2 separate regions of the Oryzias latipes genome follow, and region 1 is linked to region 2. A link is a contact called in public Hi-C data. All regions are on one chromosome and are shown on one strand. The core of a region is the stretch at or near the end of the contact, and the rest is flanking DNA. Distances in the headings are between cores, read along the strand shown.

Region 1 (6,304 bases), core at 512-3,011, 130 kb before region 2:
CTTCTGCTAAGTATGGAGCTGTCAAGTGCACTCTAAAAAAAAAAGGGGCGCCCCAACTCTCCCTTAGATTGGGTCAGAGTAACAGAGGGGTGGGGTGAATTCGGTGAGCGTACCACCCAGTCCAGGGCGAAGTCTGTTGTCGTATCCATCCAGAAGTCCATCCAGGATGCGGGTGAAGATGGTGATGTTGTCGTTTAATTCTGCCTCTTTGGGAGTACCAGTTACCTCCTGGGAGATGCTGCAGGGGGAAAAAAGACATTTTTGTGCAAACAGATTTAACCTCTTAAGGCCTGTATTAATTTCCAGTTATGAAAACTAATTCTGTAATGTTTTTGATTTCAAGTAAATGATAAATTACGGTTATTTTGGAGCAAAGGCCCTTTTGACGCATGTTTGCATCATTCAGAGTCAATGGGTTAACGCTTTATCTGCTGAAAACATTTCTAGTGTATTCTAAAGTGCAAATATCTTATATTTTCCACCAAAGAGACATATTTCCATTTACAATTTTTAAGGTTATCTTTAAAAATAGCTCTTTTAAGGTCCTTTTAAGTGTTTATTTCCATTACCTTTTTTTTTACTTTTGGTCAAATGGTGAGCATGTTAAAAAGGAGACTGTTTGTCCCTTGCTTAAGCTTTTATCTTGTATCATACTACACTGATGGATCCTTAATGTAAGTTGCTGTTTTATCCTTCCATTCCATGATAGTTCCTTGTTAAAACAGCTTCAAAGTAATTATTTATTCAAAAGGTTATTTTCAAAAAGTGGCCAACTCAAATAAACGAACTGGAAACCATAAAATATTAAAGACAGAGTTAGTAGAGCAAATGAGCCTAAATGTCCCCTGAAAGTGATGACATTACAGAAGGCAGTGACTCACCTCAGCCGGTAGGTGGCGGTAAAAAGCAGAGCGGAGAGCCACAGACGTGTCATTGCGGAGCTGCAGCGCATTCCATCGCCCATCCCTGCGAACACAAACTCTATACTTTTACAACAAAACGCAGTTACGCACTCTCTGATGCAAAGCAAAGCACTTTCTAACACTTCCATGCGCAATCTATAAATGGCTCCTGCGCGTTCAAGCGCATTAGGAAAGGGCATGCCCACGTGCGTAAAGAAGAGCCTCACTTCTGAGCAGACGGAGATCCGAGCTAAATAAATTGTGAAATACTTCTGGCTGTTGTGAAAGCGCCATAACTCCATCCACAATTCTCATACACGCGCTCCCCGCACCGCAGCTCTCCAACCGCCCGCGTGTCTGCGTGGAGGCTGCAGCGCCTTCACTCACGCACTCCATCCCTGCCCGCTTCTTCCATCAGCAGCATCAGCAGCATCTGATGCGCCGCACAGCCGCATCTTACCGCCCAAGAAGAAGATGCACAGTCAAACTTCTCCGAAGATCTCTCACGCGCAGATTGCGCTGGCTCGTCGTTGCGTCTTTGGCGTTAAATCCCAGGGAAAACGCCGCCCACACGCGCGCATATTGATTGCATTTTGGAGAAAGAGGCGGAAGATTAAAACAGAAGAGTCATTTCGAGCGCGAGCGAGGCGTTTTTCCAGAGCGATTAAAAGATTGGCAGCGGAGAAAGAACGGCCTCCCAACACTTCTGCTGACTGATCATCGTTAGCGGGTCTCGGAGGAACACCCGGCAGGCTTAGCAAGAAATCCAATTCTGTGTCCAACAGCAGAGGCAGAGGAAATGTGGGGCTGCAGGACGAGGGAGCACCGCGCGCGCACGCATCCAGGAGGATGGGCGGGCAGCCGGAGATGGAGAGAGGGAGGGAGAAAGAAAGGAATAAAAGACGAGCCGAGTTTACCTTTTTATTAAAATGGTTCTAAAGAAAAGTTGACTGTGGTTTTGTAATAATAATTTAAAAAAAATCTTCCAGTTGGAAAAAGCAGGAAACGTTTTTCCAACTTTTTCTTGGCCAAACGTAAGAAGAAAAAAAAAATGTCGTCTGCATAAAGTTTTCTGTTGGATCTAAGTCATACATTAGAGATCCAAGGAGCGCTCATCTTCTGTCCACCACCAAAAACCTTTGCTTTTTATGATAAATCATCCCAATGATTCTGAGGGTAAATTGGGTTTTTGGGTTTTTTCACTTGTGGACTTTTTCTGATGATGGAGGACAATCATGAAGAAAATTAAAATCAAAATGGCACTTCTGAACACTTTTGTTTTCAATTTGTTTTAAATCAGGAGCCAACGAAAAAAATGATGTTATTAAAAACCTAGAAAATACGCAGGGCGGGCCACAAGCTCTCTGCTCCGCTCCATTCTGATGCATCTCCTTGCAAACAAATGGATCCATGTACGTCTTTGTCTTCCTCATCTGGCTGTTATCTGGCTCTAAACTGTACGGCTGGATACATCTGATATTGCTTGCCATTTTGGTTGCACTGTTAATGTTGGGGTTGCGAAAGGCTGTAAGCTGTAGTGGGAGAGAGTGTAAACAGATCAAATTCAGATCAAATACGGGAAGTGGGGGCAGAGTTACTCTGCACCAACATTCCTGCCCACATATCAGAGGCAAATTTCCAATAAACTCCTGGCGCTCTGCAAAAAAATTTGTCCTAGAAAACAACATTTTTTTTTGGCTAAACATGGCATAATTACAATTAAAAGACTACTGGGGAATGCTTTTACAATAGATCAAAAAATGATCAGAGTGAGTGGGACTTGAATTGTCTGGTTGTTGTGGTTTTGGTTTGTGCATTTCAGCAGCTCACATCACTCAGTGACCTCACCCAGAATGACTTGATGAGGTGACAGACTCACATTGAAGCTACAGTATGATCAACAGTAAAAAAAAGAGGCTTGGTTCGTTGTATGAGCATGACAAACCAGTATGCATCAATGCTCACTAGATTGGCAAATATTGACCACAATGCATTGTGTTTGGATGACTTTTCATTTAAATAAAATGTACGATTTTTGTATAAACCATCCAAGTTTTCATCATCAAAGCCCAATGGATTCATCACCAGTCTTTGTAAAATGTTCATATTTATTAGATTTTTACTTCATGAAATCGGTGACGTCATGTTTGTCATGTAAAAATGAAACAAAGTAGTGAGCATGGTGCTGGAAAAGCTTTTAAAATCCAGGGCACTACTAGATAGTCCTGCACTGTATAGTTTTTTTAGTTGTTAGGGAGGAAATTCCACCAGCCAGTAGATGCTGGTGGAGAATGTAAAATTGTTCATGTGATCCAAATGCAGAAAGAGACAGAGAATGGGTGGAGGAAGGCATGTAGACCTGACTGATTATGAAATTTAAAGAAAAGCAAATGTACATTCAGCATGAATATAAAAGAAGAATTGATGAATAACGAGTTTAACCAAACCAAACATTACCCATCAAAGGAAAAATGCAGAAACTGCTACGGTTTACGAACTTTAACATCCTAGAAATGATGTGAGACGTCTTTACTTTTGGTTTAGTGCAGTTAAAACGGCATCTGAGAGAAATGTCCAACAATGTCCAATGTCCAGCAATTTCCTGCTGGGAAAACGCTTATTGTCCAAGTCAGCACAGTTCCTTTGTAATGCTTGCTTTTGTGCTTTTTGCAGGAATGCTGTTGATGGGAATAAAAAGCTCTACGCCATTTATGATACAAGGTAAGGCTAAAACTCCAAGTGCTGCTTATTGTGAGCCAGTTTACAAAAAGGCTGCAACATTTTCACTCCAAAACAGGGAAAAAAAACTGTTATCGAGCATGAAAAGAAACAGGAGAAGTTTGTGTGGAAGAGCCAAATCATCCCTGCAGCGGTATTGAGTTTGTGCTGCACAGCAAAAAGACCAACAATGAACCTAGAGCTCATTCTGAGGAAACACAGGAATAACTTCTCCATTGTCTCTAATTACCCCCTTTTCTCAACCAGCTCATAAAATTTGAATTCCAGTCATATCTGGTGTCTTTTTGCCTTAGAACAATTCTGAGAGTGTGTAAAACATCAGCCACCATCCTCTGAAAAAGCTGCAGTGGGTTGCACCAGGTCTCATAGGTGCACCTGGATGCACCCAAAGCACTTTTTTTGTTCAGTAGATTTCTAAACATTCATTTTCATTTTACTCTGTGAGGTCAAAACGATCACAAGAACAGTGAGCAAAAATCCCAGAACCACACGGGGGCACCTAGTGAATGACCTGCAGAGAGCTGGGACCAAAGTAACAAAGGCTACCATCAGTAACACACTAAGACACCAGGGACTCAAATCCTGCAGTGCCAGACGTGTCTTCCTGCTACAGCCAGAACATGTGCAGGCCCGTCTAACATTAGAGCATTTGGATGATCCAGAAGAGGATTGGGAGAACACCAAACAAAGGACCAGGACGACTGACCCGTATAAAAGAAAGAATGATTGAATGGGGCCATGTATCGTCAGATTTTGAGTAAAACCTCCTTCCATCAGCAAGGACATTGAAGATGAAACATGGCTGGGTCTTTCAGCACAACAGCAATCCCAAACACACTGACCAGGTAACAAAGGAGTGTCTTCTTGTGAAGCATTTCAAGGTCCTGGAGAGGTCTGGCCTGTCTCCAGATCTCAACCCCATAGAACATTTTTGGAGGGAGTTGAAAGTCCGTGTTGCCCAGCGACAGCCCCAAAACATCACTGCTTTAGAGGAGATCTGCATGGAGGAATGGGCCAAAATGCCAGCAACAGTTTGTGAAAACCTTGTAAAGACTTACAAAAAAAACTTTGACTGCTGTCATTGCCAACAAAGGGTATTTAACAAAGTATTGAGTTGAACTTTTGATATTGACCAAATACTTCGTTTCCACCAAAATTTGCAAATATATTCCTTAAAAATCAGACAATGTGATTTTCTGGATTTTTTTCCATTTTATCTCTCATAGTTGAGGTTTACGTATGATGAAAATGACAGGCATCTGTCATCATTTAAGTGGGAGAACTCACACAGTTGTTGGCTGAATAAATACTTTTTTGTCCCACTGTATGTCTCATCAAAACTCTTCTGCTTTTTGGCCACAATGAACATATATCCGAGTTATTTTGTACTGTTGACACATTTATTTAATATATATTTTTGTTGCTACACTTAAGTTAGCTTGAGATTGTTAGGGGCTGTCATCAGATATCAAGAGAGAATGTACACAAAGAAATAATGGCATATCAGTGGAGGCTTACTTCTGTGCCAACAATCCCACCCACAGAGGGGAATCTTAATGAGCTCCTGCCGCTCTGTAATTATGTCCTAGAAAACAATAAAGGGTTTTTGATTTTGACTAAAATCGGCATAATCATAATTACAAGACCACCAGGAACATTTTTACAATAGATCAAAAGATGATCGGAGCGGGACTTTAAACGCGTTAACTTTTTAAAGGTCTCATTGCTATGACCATGTTAGCGATCCACATTGGACTCTGATTAAAATAGGGAACTTGTCTCTAAACGTAGTTTGAAATAACCCTAATGGCAACATGGAAAATATGGCTTTATGTTCACACCATTATATCACAGTCCAACCGCTTTTTTATGACTTCATTTTGCTCACAGAAAGTAAACTATCTAAAAAAGGGCCCTTGTGCTAAAGAGTAAAACACTTAACAGAAAAGCACAACAGAGCCATTGCCTTACATGCGGATAAATTGAAGAAGTAAACTATTTTACTTAGATGAAATGTTTGGAGAGCATATGGATAGATTGGCAGCAATTAACCATTAATTTTTAGTCCTGAGTTTGTATCAGTTTCTCTGTCAGAAATAAAGAGTAATGCCAACTCTGAGCATAACATCACATTTTCACTGTTTTTTGTCAATATTTTAAAAATTGTATAGAAAGCAAAGATGGATGATAGTGGATCAACACTTCAGGTGGTTTTCTTCCTTAACTGATTTCCCTCGCATGCGCTGTGCGCCACTGCTTCTCCACACAAACAGTCTTTTGTCCAGATCTCCTGTAGCTTCTACCGTTCTGACTCACTTGAGGCTCTGCATCCGCCTGCATCTTGTCAGCGCATTCAGAGAATGGGCGTTACGCAGCATCACAGCCACGCCACCTCTGGAGCGCGTCAGCGCAGGCTGAACCTGCATGAGTGGCTGATCATGAGGGGAAAGCCTCACCTCTTGTAGCTAAAGGTCGAGTCGCTCCTTCATTTTGTTCTCATGAGTCTGGACAGTGCAGTGCAGACATGCGGGAAGCAGCAGCATGGCTGCGCACGGCTGCCACACTGCCGCTGCTCCTGGCTGTGATGCGCTGCGCGCTGAGGTGAGCGCGTAAAAAGCCAGCAGTGGTCCGGGTTTGTGTTTTCAGACACTCACAGCTTCTGC
Region 2 (6,582 bases), core at 975-3,474:
ATACTTATCATAATTTAAATAAAAGCCAACAAATTTTTTATTTATTTTTTTATTTATTTATTTTAAATATGATCTGACTTGTATAACATGGTTGAAACAAACACAACAGGGTTGAAGAAGGTGACGGGGTTGAAGAGACAAATACAGATTTACTTGTGATTTCATACATACAAAATTCAATCCTGGACCTTCTGGGAGCATTGTCATTTCATAACCACAGCAACATCAGATGTAAATTGTAGTTTAATGAAGTTTACAATAATAATCGACAACAACTACAAAGCACATAAACAAGATAGTAAAGTGAATTGGTCAAGACTTCAAGTCATATGAGTTTTCCAGATGCATAAGATCATTTGTTTGTTTGTCTGCTCATTTCTTGGATTCTCTGTGTGTTTTTTTCTGTGGTGTTTGTGTGTTGGGAGGTTTTTACAGCTGCTTAACCCTTGTGCTATCTTAGATGACCCCACCCTTACATTGACGTGTTCTCCCTACCATGACAAAGGTGGATAAAGGTGGAAAGATTTCATGTAATCCATGGACACCAGTGAAGATCACAAATCATTGAAGAAAAAAGGTTCAGCACACTGTCTAGTGGGTCTAGATGACCCAACTCCCAATGGTAAAGTGCCTAGGATAGCACAAGGGTTTCAATATTAGAAAGTCCTGCAGATCTTCTTTTTTGATTGTTTTTCAATTCTGCCTTGTACCTAGATCAGTCATAAAAAGCTAATAAAGTTATTTCCTCTCTGCAACACCTAATAGAACACTTGTTACTTTTAATGCAAAAGTAATTTATTACCTTACAATATTACTTTATTGGATTTGTAATGCATCAAAAGTTACTTTCATCACTATGCCTGTGGGACACAACAATGTAAGGGAACAGATAGGGGTCGAAAGATATAAAAAAAAAAGAATTAAGTCCATGCAAGCAAATGTAATGTTCATTTATGTTTATCTAGGTCGGGTGTGATGGAAATCCATTGATCCTATGATGATTGGAGAATTGAACTGTGTACTCTGAAAAGATAGATACACTTGGAGTGATGGAGTCACCTGATCCCATCGCTCAAGACACAGATAGGACTGACTGAATTTGACATTTTGAAAACAAATCTCAAAGAACACACTTTTTCTTTCTCTCAAGTGTTAACTTTTCCGCCTTTAGCATGAGTGTTAGATTTCATTCGTAGATTTCAGTTGTTGTTGTTTTTACTTTTGAATTTGGCGCTGAGCTTTGTTTGTTCGCTTGGCCAAGCAGTTAAATCATTAAAATGTGATTTAAGATCGAATAAATAAACAAGTAGGGCCCCTGCTCTGCAGTACAGCAGCAATTAAGAATGTGAAACTGTAGTTTTGAAAAAAGTAAATTCCCTCTCAAGTTCCTTCTTTCTGTATGACTCAAAGTGTTGAACGATTTCAGACATGGAAAAGAGGTTTCTCTGAACGGCTCTACTGCCATCTAGTGGAATTTATTGTTTTCTACAATCAGCTTTCAGGTGATTTTGCTCAAAACTACAGCTTGTGCTGAATCTTATTTTGTTTAATATTTCCCATTTGAGTTAAAAAAAAAATATATGTATATAATTTTTAAATTCAAACGATGGCACTGGGATTTATATATATATATATATAGAGAGAGAGAGAAAGGCTCCTTGACCGGCCGCCTAAAGAGGTACACAAGAGACATGAAGAAAAAGTCAGTTCACCTCTACAGCTTCACTTAAACATAACTACAAACAAAAGACTACACAGAGTGGGCCTGAACACAAAACCACAAAAACTACACAAGGCAACACAAAGTACAAAACAGGTGGAGAAGCGCGCCCAGCTGCAGTGGAGACCAGTTGCAGCACAGGCTGGAGGTCCTCATGGTGCTTTTAAGGCTGCTGCCATCAGTTTGGGTCCATTTTTACTATGTAAAAATAAGCACATACTTGAAATCAATTTAACAGTGGGTCCTGAATAGATATATTCTGAAAGTTTGATTTTTGAATGGAAGTATGGAAATCAACACACTTATCCATCATATTCTGATTTTTTGGAAAGAACATGTTATGTATAAAATAAAAAGTAAATATTTGCAAAATCAGTGACGTTTTGTCAAATGTGAAGATGTCATTTTCATACTAAAACCCTCTCAAATCTTACTTTTTTCTCACAGCAATCTTGCCTTTTTGGGGGCTCGAGGTTAGAGGGGCTACATGACGTTTGACAGCGCCGCGCTGCATGCTGGGATGTGTCACGGTCTTGTTTACAAGATGGTAGAAGAGGTTGTTTGTCCCTGACTAAAAAAAACTAACAGCATTTCCACCTCGTCGCCCCGACAGTCTGTGGTCCGATTCCCGGCTTTTGTGGACAGCGGCTCGCTGTTGGTGAGTGGGCGCGGCCGGAAAGCGAGGAGTGAGCGGGCAGCAGCTGCCTCAGAGCCGCTGAGATTCTGCACAGTCACCCACACGAAACCACAGGTCAGAACGCGGAGCAACTGGGGGCATATAAATACCTCTGAAGCGACCACACAGCGGTCACTGACTTTGGAGGGGAAGACGACGCGAAAGCTTCAAGTCAATTACATGGACTGCAAAAAATTATGCCTCTTTCTTGAGGGTAGAGTCGTTCACTTATTTTCAGCCTCAGATCAGTCAGTTTAATGAGTTATTGACTGAAATTTAAAACTAACCCAACCTGTCACCAAACTTATCTAGATCTCTAAACAGAAAAGGAATCCCCCCTATATGAAAAAAAGTTATTTCTCTCTCCTTTTTTTTAGAGAATTGAGAAAAACGTTTTGTTTTCTTGCTGAATGCCATCTATGGATGATGTCTAAAACACAACTGTTTTAGGGCTCTCATTGCTAACACCATTCTCTAGATACAATGTGTTACTGCCTGTAGTATATTTTACAAAATGTTGCTTTGATTGAACTGAATCAAATTAGGGTAACAAGTGTTCAAAATTCACTCTAACAAAACCAAATAACCATAAAAGGGACTGGCAGAGGTACAAGTACAGTAGCTTTATTATCAGTACTCAGTAAAAAAAATAAAAAAAACAGGCTATTGACACAAAACAGGTGAACAGCTGGTTCCAATTGCAGCAGGTTAATTAGCTCAGCTCAAATTCCACATAGCTAAATCAGGGTCAGGCAGGCAGGGTCAATAATGAACATGGGACCATCAGATAAGAAACAAGATCCAAACGAGATTTGGGGCAGGCAACCGGAGTCAAAGAGTGTTGGAGTCAGGAAATCAGAAGATTGTGTCAGGATCCAACGCTCGGTAATGCAGGCAGAGTGGCACAAACAATACTTTGCACTGAGTGAGGCTCAGTGCAGTGCTTAAGTATACTGTGAGTGATTGCAACTGGAAGACAGGTGGGTGGAGAGAAAGTGCACTCAGAACTCTGGAGACGGTTCCCACTGGTGACCAGAGGAAGAGACAGAGCTCCGGCTTCTGACAGCTATACTCATGGCTATACCTATGGCTCCAACATAAGTGTCTGTATTGCCAAATAATAGCGGCTGAATTGACTTAATTCCGTTGAACCCGGAAGTAGACCATTTTCGATGGGTGACGTCACCCTCTCTCGGTCCAGTTCTCATATACAGTTATGAACCAGTGTTGGATGCATTACAAAAAGTCTGCATTACATCCCCAAACCCCTCATGTAAATATGAAATACTCTGCGTTATGTCGCACCTTACAATTCTAAGATGATTGTATTGTAAGGGATGAATATCAGTTTGGAAGTATCTTGCACAACTCTGGTATGAACTAACTCAGTGTTGCTCAACTGCCTTTGCAGAGTACTGCCCTCTCATCTGAAGAAGTAACCTGAATCCAGCCGAATGTAAGTCTTAGTGTTCAGTTTTGACTTTTTTTTCTTTATGACCCTGGAGTACTGATTGTAAAATATCTATTTTTTTTATAGAACCTAAGCTCATTTGTTTTGCTCGTTGTGTCAGAGCAGTCAGTTTGACTCGTGTTTTTAATCTCTCAGGAACAGAGCGACTGCTAAGAAGCTAATAGAGCGGTACTTTCAGCAGTTGACTGAAGGCTGTGGAAACACCAGCTGCACAAATGAGTTCTGCGCATCCTTTCAGGGTTTTCAACCCTTGGACAAAAACGCAGCAGCTGCCAAAGCTCTCGACCTCTTTAAGGCTAACGCCAAACTCTGCGATTATTATCCTTCCATCAAGTTGAGAGCAGACAACGTGGAGATGGGTAATAAGATGAGCACTGAGGATTTCTCAGGTACTTTGAAGGTAGACACTAAGTTTTATGTACGCTCAGTTCAAGCAGTATTTAAGATTTCTGTTTGCTTTGGTGTTTCAGATATTCACTACCTCACTGAGCACACCGTGTGTAGCATCCTGACCTCCTGTGAAGAAAAAGGAGATTATTCTGCTCTCGTTCGCGTCATTGGCAGGATTTTCTCCAACTCTGATGCCCTCATGAAGAGTTTCAGAAAGGATGAATTTGACACCACCAAAAATCTTGATTCTGTGAAACCAGCAGAGCAGCAGAGTGGAGAAGACTCCTCTGCTGCTTCACTGCCTGATCCAGCTCTAAATGGCGGCCTGGACTCGTGTGAAGTGGCAGTAGACCTGGACAGCGTTCGGAGAGTGTATGACAAGCTTCTATCCATTGACCAGGTGGAGGCGGCCCTCGTCAATGCTCTCATCTTCCTCACTCCAAACGTGGAGCTGGACCTGGAATACCTGGATGTGTATGAAACGAACCCGGACTATCTGAACATCTTCCTCATAGTGATGGAGAATAGTAACCTCCACAGTCCAGAGTACCTTGAAGTGGCTTTACCACAGTTCTGCAAAGCGATGAGCAAGCTACCAGTAACCGCGCTTGCCCGCCTCTCAAAGCTCTGGTCCAAGTACAGCCTCCCACACCTCCGCCGTATGATGGAGACCTTCCAGCAGCTCATAACCTTCACTGTGGTCAGTAATGAATATGACTCAGATAACCTTGTAAACGACGATGAAACTGTGGTGGCTGCAACCAAGTGTCTAAAGGTAGTGTTCTACGCGAGCATCCTTGGAGGGGACGTGGACATGGAGCACAACGATGAGGATGAAGAAGACTCTGATTCAGATGAATTAACTCTGCACGAGCTTTTGGGTGAGGAGCGCCTCTACAAGAAGGGCCCCAGAGTGGACCCTTTAGAGAAGGAGCTTGGTGTACGTACAGTAGATAGCATCAGACCCCTCATCCCATTTGAGGACTTCATCAATGAATCATTGAATGACGTGATTGAGATGGACAAGGACTTCACCTTCTTCAAAGTCGATGCTGAGACAAAGTTTTCTTTTCAGAGCTGTCCTTTCATCCTCAGTGCCATCACCAAAAACCAAGGGCTGTATTATGACAACAGGATCAGCATGTACAGCGAGCGACGCCTCACAGCTTTGTACAGTATGGTCCAGGGTCAGCAGCCCAACCCCTATCTCAAGCTGAAGGTTCGCAGAGACCACATCATCGACGACGCCCTCGTCAGAGTGAGTCTGTGCTGAGATTGTGCTGCATTTGTGTTGAATGACAGCTCAGTGGATGAAAAGACGATCACCCTTCTTCCCTCCTGTGCTACAGCTAGAGATGATCTCCATGGAGAACCCGTCTGACCTGAAGAAGCAGCTCTTTGTTGAGTTTGAGGGAGAGCAAGGCGTAGATGAAGGAGGAGTTTCAAAGGAGTTCTTTCAGTTGGTTTTGGAGGAAATTTTTAATCCAGACATTGGTGAGACTTAATAATACTTTAAACGTTTTTCTGCGTTTTTTTAAATTTGAAGTATTTAGGATATAAGATGGATGAGTGGATGGCATTGTTAAAGTATTTAAAGACCTACTCCTTGATCATCGTCTAGAACAGCTCTGACACAGACTGGTACAATTATTCATCAACTCATCGACTTAGAAATGTATGATAACCAGTGTTGGGCTTAAACTCCCAAAAATTAATATTTTACCTGTTACTTGTTGAAAGTCCCACTCTGATCATCTCTTGTTCTATTGTAAAAGCATTCCCAGTGATTATTTTATTTATGATTATACCGTTTTTAGACAAAATCAAAGATCTTTTCCATGGACAGTTTCTGCAGAGCAAAAGAATTTCATTAGAAATACTGACTTTGACTTGTGGGCGGTACTATTGGTGTGGAACAACCCTTCCTTCATTGCCTTCCCTGTTGCTGAGAGCTCTCTGTTTACACTCTCTCCCGCTATCTTACAGCCCCTCACATCCCCAAACTAAATTACCAGTGCAACAAAATGGCAAGCAATATTCCAGCTATCCAGCCATACAGTTTAGATCCAGATATCAGCTTAGACGAGGAAAACAAAGACATACGTGGATCTATTTGTCTGCAAGAGGATGCATACAAATGGTGCAGAGCAGGAAGCTTGAGGCCCAACCAGCGTATTTTATTCATTACAAATACAATCTTTTACGAACAGCATTTTTTCGTCTGCCTCTGGTTCAGAATTTGAATAAATTTTTCTTTGAATACAGAAATCCTCAGAAATGCAATTTATGCTAAATTTTTGTTTTATATATTGGTATTTCATCATT

The links. Hi-C and Micro-C count contacts between places; a contact is called where the count stands out from the background.
Region 1: a contact with region 2 is called in a Hi-C map of embryo, with 3 times the contacts expected there. The contact joins the promoter of gabra5 here to the promoter of LOC101165876 in region 2. A contact is called at or near these places in 4 of 5 Hi-C or Micro-C datasets (embryo, fibroblasts and gastrula embryo).

Annotation. Positions count from the first base shown.
Region 1 is chr4:27,753,977-27,760,280 of ASM223467v1, reverse strand. It overlaps gabra5 (gamma-aminobutyric acid receptor subunit alpha-5), which reads right to left and starts at 1,761. Exons shown (of 10, transcript XM_011474418.3): 1 at 1,363-1,761; 2 at 882-966; 3 at 114-238. The coding sequence starts at 964. It overlaps gabrb3 (gamma-aminobutyric acid receptor subunit beta-3), which reads left to right. Exons shown (of 13, transcript XM_023954489.1): 4 at 3,576-3,623.
Region 2 is chr4:27,620,310-27,626,891 of ASM223467v1, reverse strand. LOC101165876 (ubiquitin-protein ligase E3A) reads left to right here and starts at 2,224. Exons shown (of 11, transcript XM_020702648.2): 1 at 2,224-2,471; 2 at 3,808-3,852; 3 at 4,003-4,256; 4 at 4,338-5,515; 5 at 5,607-5,751. The coding sequence starts at 3,851.